Linked DNA regions of Mus musculus: all the other regions are linked to region 1. Evidence: chromatin contacts called from public Hi-C and promoter capture Hi-C data. All regions are on one chromosome and are shown on one strand. The core of a region is the stretch at or near the end of the contact, and the rest is flanking DNA. Distances in the headings are between cores, read along the strand shown.

What was found. Hi-C and Micro-C count contacts between places; a contact is called where the count stands out from the background. Capture Hi-C pulls out chosen DNA fragments and counts their contacts.
Region 2: a promoter capture Hi-C map of liver shows a contact between it and region 1, with 2.3 times the contacts expected there. The contact joins the promoter of Rab11fip3 here to the promoter of Mapk14 in region 1.
Region 3: a contact with region 1 is called in a Hi-C map of CD4 T cells, with 5 times the contacts expected there. The contact joins the promoter of Dusp1 here to the promoter of Mapk14 in region 1. A contact is called at or near these places in 1 of 39 promoter capture datasets (pre-B cells) and 1 of 484 Hi-C or Micro-C datasets (CD4 T cells).

What each region holds. Positions count from the first base shown.
Region 1 is chr17:28,689,917-28,692,904 of GRCm38.p6, forward strand. Mapk14 (mitogen-activated protein kinase 14) reads left to right here and starts at 1,426. Exons shown (of 12, transcript NM_011951.3): 1 at 1,426-1,939. The coding sequence starts at 1,824. Slc26a8 (solute carrier family 26, member 8) reads right to left here and starts at 71. Exons shown (of 20, transcript NM_001290320.1): 1 at 1-71.
Region 2 is chr17:26,067,968-26,070,955 of GRCm38.p6, forward strand. It overlaps Rab11fip3 (RAB11 family interacting protein 3 (class II)), which reads right to left and starts at 1,551. Exons shown (of 14, transcript NM_001162868.2): 1 at 1-1,551. The coding sequence starts at 1,210.
Region 3 is chr17:26,506,870-26,509,857 of GRCm38.p6, forward strand. Dusp1 (dual specificity phosphatase 1) reads right to left here and starts at 1,603. Exons shown (of 4, transcript NM_013642.3): 1 at 1,088-1,603; 2 at 705-850; 3 at 116-335. The coding sequence starts at 1,454.

The DNA of each region.
Region 1 (2,988 bases), core at 176-2,675:
CGGATCTTCTAGAAATAGCCACGAGAATAAGATTTCCCCTTTCTCCTGCTCGGTGTAGGCATGGGTGGATGTGGGTTCTTACGGGTCTAACTTTCCCCATTCACTTTTATTAGCTTTCTCGGCTTCTACGGAAGATTCCACTAGGTGGGAATGCAGGGTCGCATTGATCTTGTAGAGACTAGAACCAGGGCCTAAGAAAGCTCAACAGACTTACCTAAATGAGATGCGGTCAGAATGCTCGCCCTAGTAGTTCTCCATACTCTCAGAGGCATGAATTAAGTCTTTAATACCCACCCCCCAATTTTCTTTTAAATTTCTAAACTTTGGATGGCTCTAAAGGGCAAGAGTCGGTCTCAAACCCGAGTGATGGTTTTTGGGGTGTTGCACATACGGTCTCATCACTACACAGCAGAGGCTTGGTCTCCTGGTTTTTCCAAATGCTAGAATTACAGGATTTGTAAATACAAATAAACAAATAAATAAATAAACAAATAAATAAATAAGAAGGGTCCCCTGGTCTTTCCAAATGCTGGAATTACAGGTTGTGTATAAATAAATAAATAAGAGAAAGGTCTCTTGGTCTTTTCAAATGCTGGAATTACAGGTTCTGTACATATAAATAAATAGTATGAAAGGGTCTCCTGGTCTTTCTAAATGCTGGAATTACAGGCTGTGTAAATAGATATATATGTATGCATGTATATGAAGGGTTTTCTGGTCTTTCCAAATGCCGGAATTGCAGGTGGTGTAAATATAAATAAATAAATGAGAAGACCTTCCTGAAATGGAATGACCTACTTGCAGTGTGTGTGTGTACCTTCCCCTTCCAGTAGTGGGTATTGAACCCAGGGCCTTGCAAATGCTGGTCCCCAGCCTGGAAGTGGCCATTCATGATGTCTACCTCTGACCTCGTGCATTGGAACTCCCTGTGGGTCCCTGGAACCTCCTTCTGCCACTTCTGCCTGAAAACATGTAGGAGCGCCTGGAGGGAGAGCCTGGGCTTTGAGGCAAGACTAATATTTGCCTAGGGGGCAGGTTTCACCAGCATCCCGAGGTGAGCCACTTGTCCTTGAGCAGACCGGAATGCGACAGCTTTCTGGACAGGGCCTGTCTGTTCTTTCAAGTTGTTCTTGGAAATTGACGACTCTAGTGAGCAGGTTGCTCGGAGTTCAAAGATCATTTGGCTCTCTTCCCCGACGCTGTCACAGCGGCTTTCCGCCATGGCGCCAGGCATTCGCCCGTGCGACCACAGAGAGGCGCGCGCGCCCCGCGCTGCGGCCTCCACCCTTGGCGCCCCGGGGAGCCCAGTCCCCGAGAGTTCCTGCCTCGGCTCCCCAAGCCGCGTCCCTCTTCTCGCGAGATCTGCCGGCCCTGCGCGCTCTTCTCGCGACCCCCCGCCCCGTGGGCAGGTTCCATATTGGGTAAGATCTGGATTCAGAGCGGGGCCTCCTTGGAGCTGTTCTCGCGAGAGTTCCGCGAGAGGCTCCCGGCCGCTGCCTGTGGGATCGCCGCCACTGGAGCCCAAGCGGGGCGCTGAAGCGCGAGCGGGTGTCTTGCGGCGTCGGCGTGCGCTCCCTCCCCGGGGAGCGGCTGCAGGAGGACCGCGGCGGGAGCAGCCTCGAGCCGTGCAGCCGGCTCCGGCACCTTGCCGACGCTCGTAGGAGCCGCCGCGGCTGACAGGGGCGGCGGGTCGCAGCCTCCACACCTGCGCGGGTGGCGGGCGCGGGGTCCGGTCTGCCGCGGGCGGGCGCAGAGGAGAGCGTGCGGCTGCAGGCAGGAGCCCCCGCTCGGCCACCTCCTCGCCCCGCTGCTGCCGCTGGAAGATGTCGCAGGAGAGGCCCACGTTCTACCGGCAGGAGCTGAACAAGACCATCTGGGAGGTGCCCGAACGATACCAGAACCTGTCCCCGGTGGGCTCGGGCGCCTATGGCTCGGTGTGGTGAGTGTCGCCGGGCCTCGGGTTAGGGGTGGGGTGGGGGGACGCGGTGGAGCAAGCAGGGTGGCCCTGCATGCCTGAGGGCCAGGCCTGTCCCCACAGCTCAGCGATGCGCCCAGCGGCAGGAATTCTCCTCCGGGCGTGTCTGGGGGTGCAGGGGGCAGCTGGAGCGGGACGTGTCCTGCACCCCTCGCCCTGCATACGCAGGTCGGGGGCGAGCCGTGTGCGGGAGCGGGTCAGCTGCGGACGCGGTGGGATGCTTCTCTACCCTGCGCTCTCCCTGCTCCCAAGACTGGCCCTCCCGGGGGTCCTCTGCTGCAGCGCGGCCTCAGGACCCTGCCTCCGGGTACCGCCACTCGGGACGCGGGAGCCCTGCCCCGGGGAGCAGACGAGCTGGGCGGAGCTCCAGCGAGGAGCTGTAGGGCAAAGCCTGACCCGGGGACTGCGGTCACCTGAACGAAACTTGCAAGAGAAAGCGCTCCTTTCCCGGAATTTTTTTTTTTTTCCTTTTTTCTCCCCCTTTTCCCATTTTTGCAAGCCTCCATCGAAAAATCCTGTCTCAGGAAACGTTCCTTTGGGATTCGCACTTGAATTAGCAGCACCCCGAAGAGCTTAAAATACCGACTTTATCTCGGGGACCACGGTGCCAGCTTGCGTGGTGTGTTTCCGATTCGGTTGAAAGCGTATTTCCTTTTCGGGGAGGGAGGGTGGCAGCGCCTTGCAAGGACGCTCCAGCTCGCCGCTTAGTCACATACCACTGCTCATTTCAGTATTGTTTGACAAAACAGTTTTCCATACCGAGCAGAGGGGCGCCCCTCAAGATCAAGAAGGTAGGACTAGAGCTGGAGGTGTAGATAGCTTTTAATTGAAGTAATTCATGGGGGTGCTTTTCTTTTTTTTAAGTCCCTTAGAAGATTTGCGGAGTTTTATCAGCTTGTAAGTACCGAGGTACGTGGTGGTTTTCGGGAGATCCTGGAACATAGGAAACGATGCTTTTTAGCTTTCCTTAACACCGGGTGGGGGAGGGGGGTAGGAGTGGGGGGGGGCCTATT
Region 2 (2,988 bases), core at 301-2,800, 2.6 Mb before region 1:
GCTCCTCCGGCCAGAGGCACAGCACCTGGGGCTCCTCTGACCAACATCGTGATGGATCGGGCTCGTCTGGTTCATTGGCCCAGAAACACGGTGGGTTGAGAGCATCCGGCTCCTCGGATTCCTCGGGCCAACAACAGTGAAGTGCATCGGCCTCCTCTGGTTCCTTGACCAAGAGGCACGGTGCATCGGGTACCCCCTGCCACAGGTGAGAGACATCAGGCTCCTCTGGCTCCTTGGCCGAGAGGCACCCTGTGTCCGCCTCCTGAGGACAGCTGTGAGAGGCATCAGGCTCTTCTAGCTCCTTGGCCAACAAACACGGTGCCTCTGACTCCTGGGGCCAGCAGTGAAGGGCGTCAGGCTCTTCCAGCTCCTCCGTCAAGAGGCACGGTGCGTCGGATTCCTCCCACTTTTTGGCCAAGAGACAGGGCACGTCGGGCTCCTGGGGCCAGCAGCGAGGGGCGTCGGGTTCCTCCAGCTCTTTGGCTAAGTGGCACGGTGCGTCTGGTTCCTCCAGCTCCTTAGCCAAGTGACAGGATTCGTCGGGCTCCTGGGGCCAGCAGCGAGGGGAGTCGAGGTCCTCCAGTTCCTTGGCCAAGTGGCACGGTGCGTCTGGCCCTTGAAGCCAGCAGCGAAGGGCATCAGGTTCCTCCACCTCCTTGAGCAAGTGACAGAATGCGTCTGGTTCCTGGGGCCAGCAGCGAGGGGCGTCGGGTTCCTCTAGCTCCTTGGCCAAGTGGCACGGCACGTCGGGCTCCTGGGGCCAGCACCGAGGGATGTTGGGTTCCTCTAGCTCTTTGGCCAAGTAGCACGGTGTGTCGGGCTCCTGGGGCAGGCAGCGAGGGGCGTCGGGTTCCTCCAACTCCTTGGCCAAGTGGCACGGTGTGTCTGGCTCCTGGGGCCAGCAGCGAGGGGAGTCGGATTCCTCCAGCTCCTCTGCCAAGTGACAGGATTCATCGGGCTCCTGGGACGAGCAGCGAGGGGCATTGGGCTCTTTGGCCCAGCGACTAGGAGCGTGAGGCTCCTCTACCTCCTCGGGCCAGCAGATTGGCGCGTTGGGTCCCTCTGGCCACCGTTGAAGCTGGGCGTGTTCCTCGGGCTCTTCTGACCAGCCGCGAGGAGCGTCGGGCCCCACCAGCCCCATGACCCCACGCTGGGGCCCAGACGCTGGCTGGTCGTGGTCTGACAGGGAGGTCGGCTGGCACAGCTCCATGATCCGGCGCCGGCTAAACTAGGGATGATACGAAAGGCGCGGAAGGCAGACAAAGGCGCTCAGGGCGCGGCGGCGGGCGCGGGCATCCCCGCGGCGACGCGGGCGGGCGCGCGCGGGGCGCCCGGACTGCTGAGGCTGGCGCTCGGGCCCTGCTCCGCCCTCGCCCATCTTCGCACCGCACCTTAGCGGCTCCCGGCCCCGCAGCGCGGCTGGCGCGGGCCCATGGCAGCGGCACAGTCCGGATGATGTAAGGACCCAGTGGCGGGGAGTGGACGGTGGGAGACAGGCACCGGCCGGGCAGCGGAGGATGAAGCCAGAGCGCCTGAGCTTAGGAACCCAGTGAGGGACGCCGGCGCCGGCGCCGGCCCGCCCTCCGTCGCGCGTGACGTCAGCACGCCGTGTAACCTGATCACGCCCCCATGGATTGCTATAAAGGTGAGTTCGAAGAGGGCACAGCTTAGGGGCGACGGTGCTCTGCCCAATTCGAGTTTTCCGTACGATTTGCGCGAGTGGGATGAGTGAAGTGTTCTGTCGCAGGAAGAGGCGCCCGAGAATAGGTTTTGGAAAACTATTGCTGAACGGGAACAAAACATTCGCATATCCCAAAAGAAGCCGCTAGTCCCTTCTGTGTGACTCCTTCACAAACTGGTGGTACAAACCAGAATATTAATTGGCAGCAAGTAGGAGCGAAGGAGCGCTCGAATTGCCCCACCAGGTAAGGAATTATCCAAAGTCTCTCACACAAGGACAGGATCTAAGGGGCTCACACATTCATCCACAGGAGCGCACAGTAAAATAAAGAGGCACAGATGTTGTTTTACTTTGATATGTTGTTTGGTATCTTTTTGAAACAGGAACTTGTGCAGCCCACGCTACCTTTAACTCCTAATCCTGCCGCCATGGATTGTAGACTGGCCCAAACAACCCTGCTCTGAACATGTTTTTAAATTACATAAACAGCGCTTATCTCTTTATTGCTAACTAATGCCGTTATCATCATCAAAGGGTCGTGCTCAGAGATGCGGAGCAGTTGACTAAGCCAGTTGGAAGCAATGAGGTGCATCTAGTCAAGAACTAAATTTAGCCATTTAGCCAGGGGAAACTATGAACCAATTGTACACTCGTGGGCACCATGGACAAGTATGGTTTCATAAGCAGTTTTGGCAAAAGCTGAAAACTGAACTCCGTTTCCAGGTGTACAGCCAGCTAATCTACTGAGTCATCCCCAAGCAAAACTCCCAGCATATTATAGGAGACTTCCAGCAGCTGGGAAAAAGGAAGGTGATGTGCTCCCTCCCTAAAATGTAGTCCTATTTTCCTGTAAGAACTGAATGCTTTTGTGAGGAATATATATATTGAAAGAATAAAGTCCCCTCTATCTAATGCAAGGACTGGAAATTCCCTTTGACTGACAAACATTCTCACATGCAGTTCCAGTGAGTGCCAACCTTTCTATTTAGTGTGTCATGGTAAGTATCCACCTGTCCTTTGGTGTTCTCAGTCAAGATCAGTTTTCTGAGGAGCCAGGTGTTCCTGTTGTGTGCCAAAACTAAGAAAAATATTTATGACTTCCAGCATTTGTGTGCCCAAATAGAACCAGTGTGTAGAGAATGCACACCTCCTGGCTCAGACCAAGCAATGGGGCTGCAGATGAAAGGTTATAAGGAGTCAGGCGATGGGCTGGTGAGATGGCTCAGCACTAGCTGCTCTTCCAAAGGTCCTGAGTTCAAATCCCAGCAATCATATGGTAGCTCACAACCACCCATAATGAGATCTGA
Region 3 (2,988 bases), core at 353-2,852, 2.2 Mb before region 1:
GTCTCAGTGAGGAGGAAGGCTTGGGTGAGGATCATTTAAGCTGCCACCCAAAAGACTGGGCTCAGTGGCTACAGTAGGGACAGAAGCAGAGGTTCCAGATAGTTATTCCATTTACCTATGAAGTCAATAGCCTCGTTGAACCAGGAGCTGATGTCTGCCTTGTGGTTGTCCTCCACAGGGATGCTCTTGTACTGGTAGTGACCCTCAAAGTGGTTAGGACAATTGGCTGAGACGTTGATCAAGGCGGTGATGCCCAAGGCGTCAAGCATATCCTTCCGAGAAGCGTGATAGGCACTGCCCAGGTACAGGAAGGACAGGATCTCCACTGGGCCCCCCTGAAGTCAAAAAAACAGTCCAGCATTCGTCAAGCTCGTCCAGCGTGAGCACCAGTACCCATGCCCACAAAAACTCCCCGCTGAAAACGGGAGTTTCTGAAACTGGTGACCTCAGCACTGCTGTTGACATATTAAAATATTCGTAAAGAATCAAGCCCATTGGCCTGGACAGAGCCAACAAGCTCTTCCGTGCCAGCAACTGGGAGACTCAGCTCCATCCAATTGCTTCATGATGGACTAAAGATCCTCGTGTCCCCGCTAGTATAAATAAAGCTGCAGCCGCTTTCTATATCCTCCTGGCACAATCCTCCTAGACCTCTGCCAGCTCTGCCACCTCCCTGCCCTGCATGGACCCGGACTCCTACTAACCTGATCGTAGAGAGGGGTACTACAGGAGCTGCATCCGGATTCTGCACTGTCAGGCACACTAGTACTCAGGGGGAGGCTGAGCCCCGTGGGGGTGGACTGTTTGCTGCACAGCTCAGGGCAGGAAGCCGAAAACGCTTCATATCCTCCTGAGAATACAAAGGTACATATTTTCTCATTAGCACCACCGACACAGTACCTGGAGACAAGCCACTCACCCACCAGGGGCTGCGAGTTTACAAGGAAGGCTTAAGGAAGTCTTTGTTATGGGAGTGAAACAAAGCCACTGACAAGCCCCTGGAGACTGGACGCCGGCGCCCCCATACTCCAGGTGGGACGCCCCTTCCCTAGCTGATGGCATAAGTCCTGCCAGAGCTAGAGCGTACCTTGGAGAAAGAAGACTTGAGTGGAGCGCGCCTCTCGGCAGAGCGCGCCCGCGGCCAGGGCCAGGGTGCCGTCGCGCTTGGCGCCGTCCAGGGAGGCGCTGCGCTCGTCCAGCAGCACCACGGCGTGGTAGGCTCCGGCCAGCAGGCGGCCACGCAGTTCAGCGTTGGGCACGATATGCTCCAGGCCCATGGCGCCCTTGGCGCGGCGCCGCACGATGGTGCTGAAGCGCACGTTCACTGAGCCCGCGATGTGGCCGGCGTTGAAAGCGAAGAAGGAGCGACAATCCAACAACAGGCACTGCGCGGCGCCCTCTCGCAGCAGCGCGCGCAGCCCCCCGGCGTCCAGGATGCCCACCTCCATCACCATGGCCAGCCCCAGCGACCCCAGCGTGCCCGTTCTGCGGTTCTCCAGAAAAAGTCGGTCGATCTTGTGCGGTGTCCTGTGGCCCTAAGTCCCCAAGTGCTCGCTGCTCCTAATCTGGCTTCACCGCGCTTTCCTCCCGCCAGTCCTTCACTGCGCGCTCGTCCGACGGAGCGCGGTTTTATGTAGCCTCTCGGGGGCGGTCCCGGGCGCGGCACAGAAGCGGGGGGTGGGGTGGGGGTGGGGGAGAACGGTTTGTTTGTTTGAATGGCAGACACGTGACCGGGCGGTGACGTCACCCGCCCTACCGAGCTTGGCGCCGCCAAAGCCAAAAGCAAAGACGTCATCGGCCTAGGAGCCTCTCGGCTCTGAGCGCTGGCTCGCAGCCCGGCCCCCACCCTCCTGTCCTCTGGGCTCGCAGGCAGGACGGCGCGCTGCCAGCCCGGGTGGCCAGGACGCGCGGCCTGAGGACACCTGCCCTGCTCCCCTCCGCGGGTCTCCGCCGAACGAGCGGGGCCACTCCTGGTATCACGTTCTCAGCTGGCCCGGCTCTGGCTGCTGGAGTGGTGGGCGTGGCGAGCTGAGCGGGAAAGGGGAGTGGGTAGTGAGAGATGACTAATTCGGTCTATAGCCCTCTGGCTATACCGAGGACAAATGGCGAGAGTTGAGACGTCCTTCTTGAATGTCACTTTAAAAGTTTTACGCTGAACAAGGGAATGCTTCCAGTTAGTTCCCACCCCCCACCCCGGAGTGTTATCTTTACCGCGGTGGTCCCTAGAGGACTTACTTGGAGCAAAGGGAGGAGGGTTGCAAGATCTTTGGAGCCCAGGTTTAACATTGGGGTTGGGGGGGTGGGGTGGGGGAGACTTGGGTAGAGCTCCACAGCGCCGCCTAGGGACGGCCCAGAACATTGTCGTCGCGTGGCATCAAGAGGATGCTGCTAGCCGCTGCTCCTCTGTCCCCCAACACAACTTTCTTTTGTTTTGTTTTGTTTGTTTCAGAGAGGATCTTGCTGTGTAGCTCTGGCTAGTCTTGAACTCATAGAGATCCTCCTGTCCCTGACTTACTAAGGATTAAAGGCATCTGCCCTCGTGCCTTTCATCTCCACTGAACAGAAGCTGAGCACACCAAGGACTCAGGGCCAAGAGCCTTGAATCCGCCACTCTGTGGGACAAACTGTACTCATCACACCTGGGAAGACCGAAATGGTGTGTGTGTGTGTGTCCTTCCACAAAACTCCATGACTACAGGGTAGGCAGTGAGTCCGCCGCAACACCACGGAGTTGGATACACAAACATAAACATTGCACCACTCTGAAGGGGTGCCGAGTCAGGAACATTCTGCGGTTTCTTCCTCTTTGCAAGGGGAGGTGTCTTACTACCATGTGTCTTTGCCCAGCAACGTCCGCTTTGGCCTCTCTTAGCTCTTGCGCTCTGCCTAGATTCTTCTGTAAATTCAGAATACGTTATTTTTAAAGGGCGTTTTTACATTCCTTTGAGCATTGATCCTAAAAGAACAGCAAAGAAATCTTCAGATAAC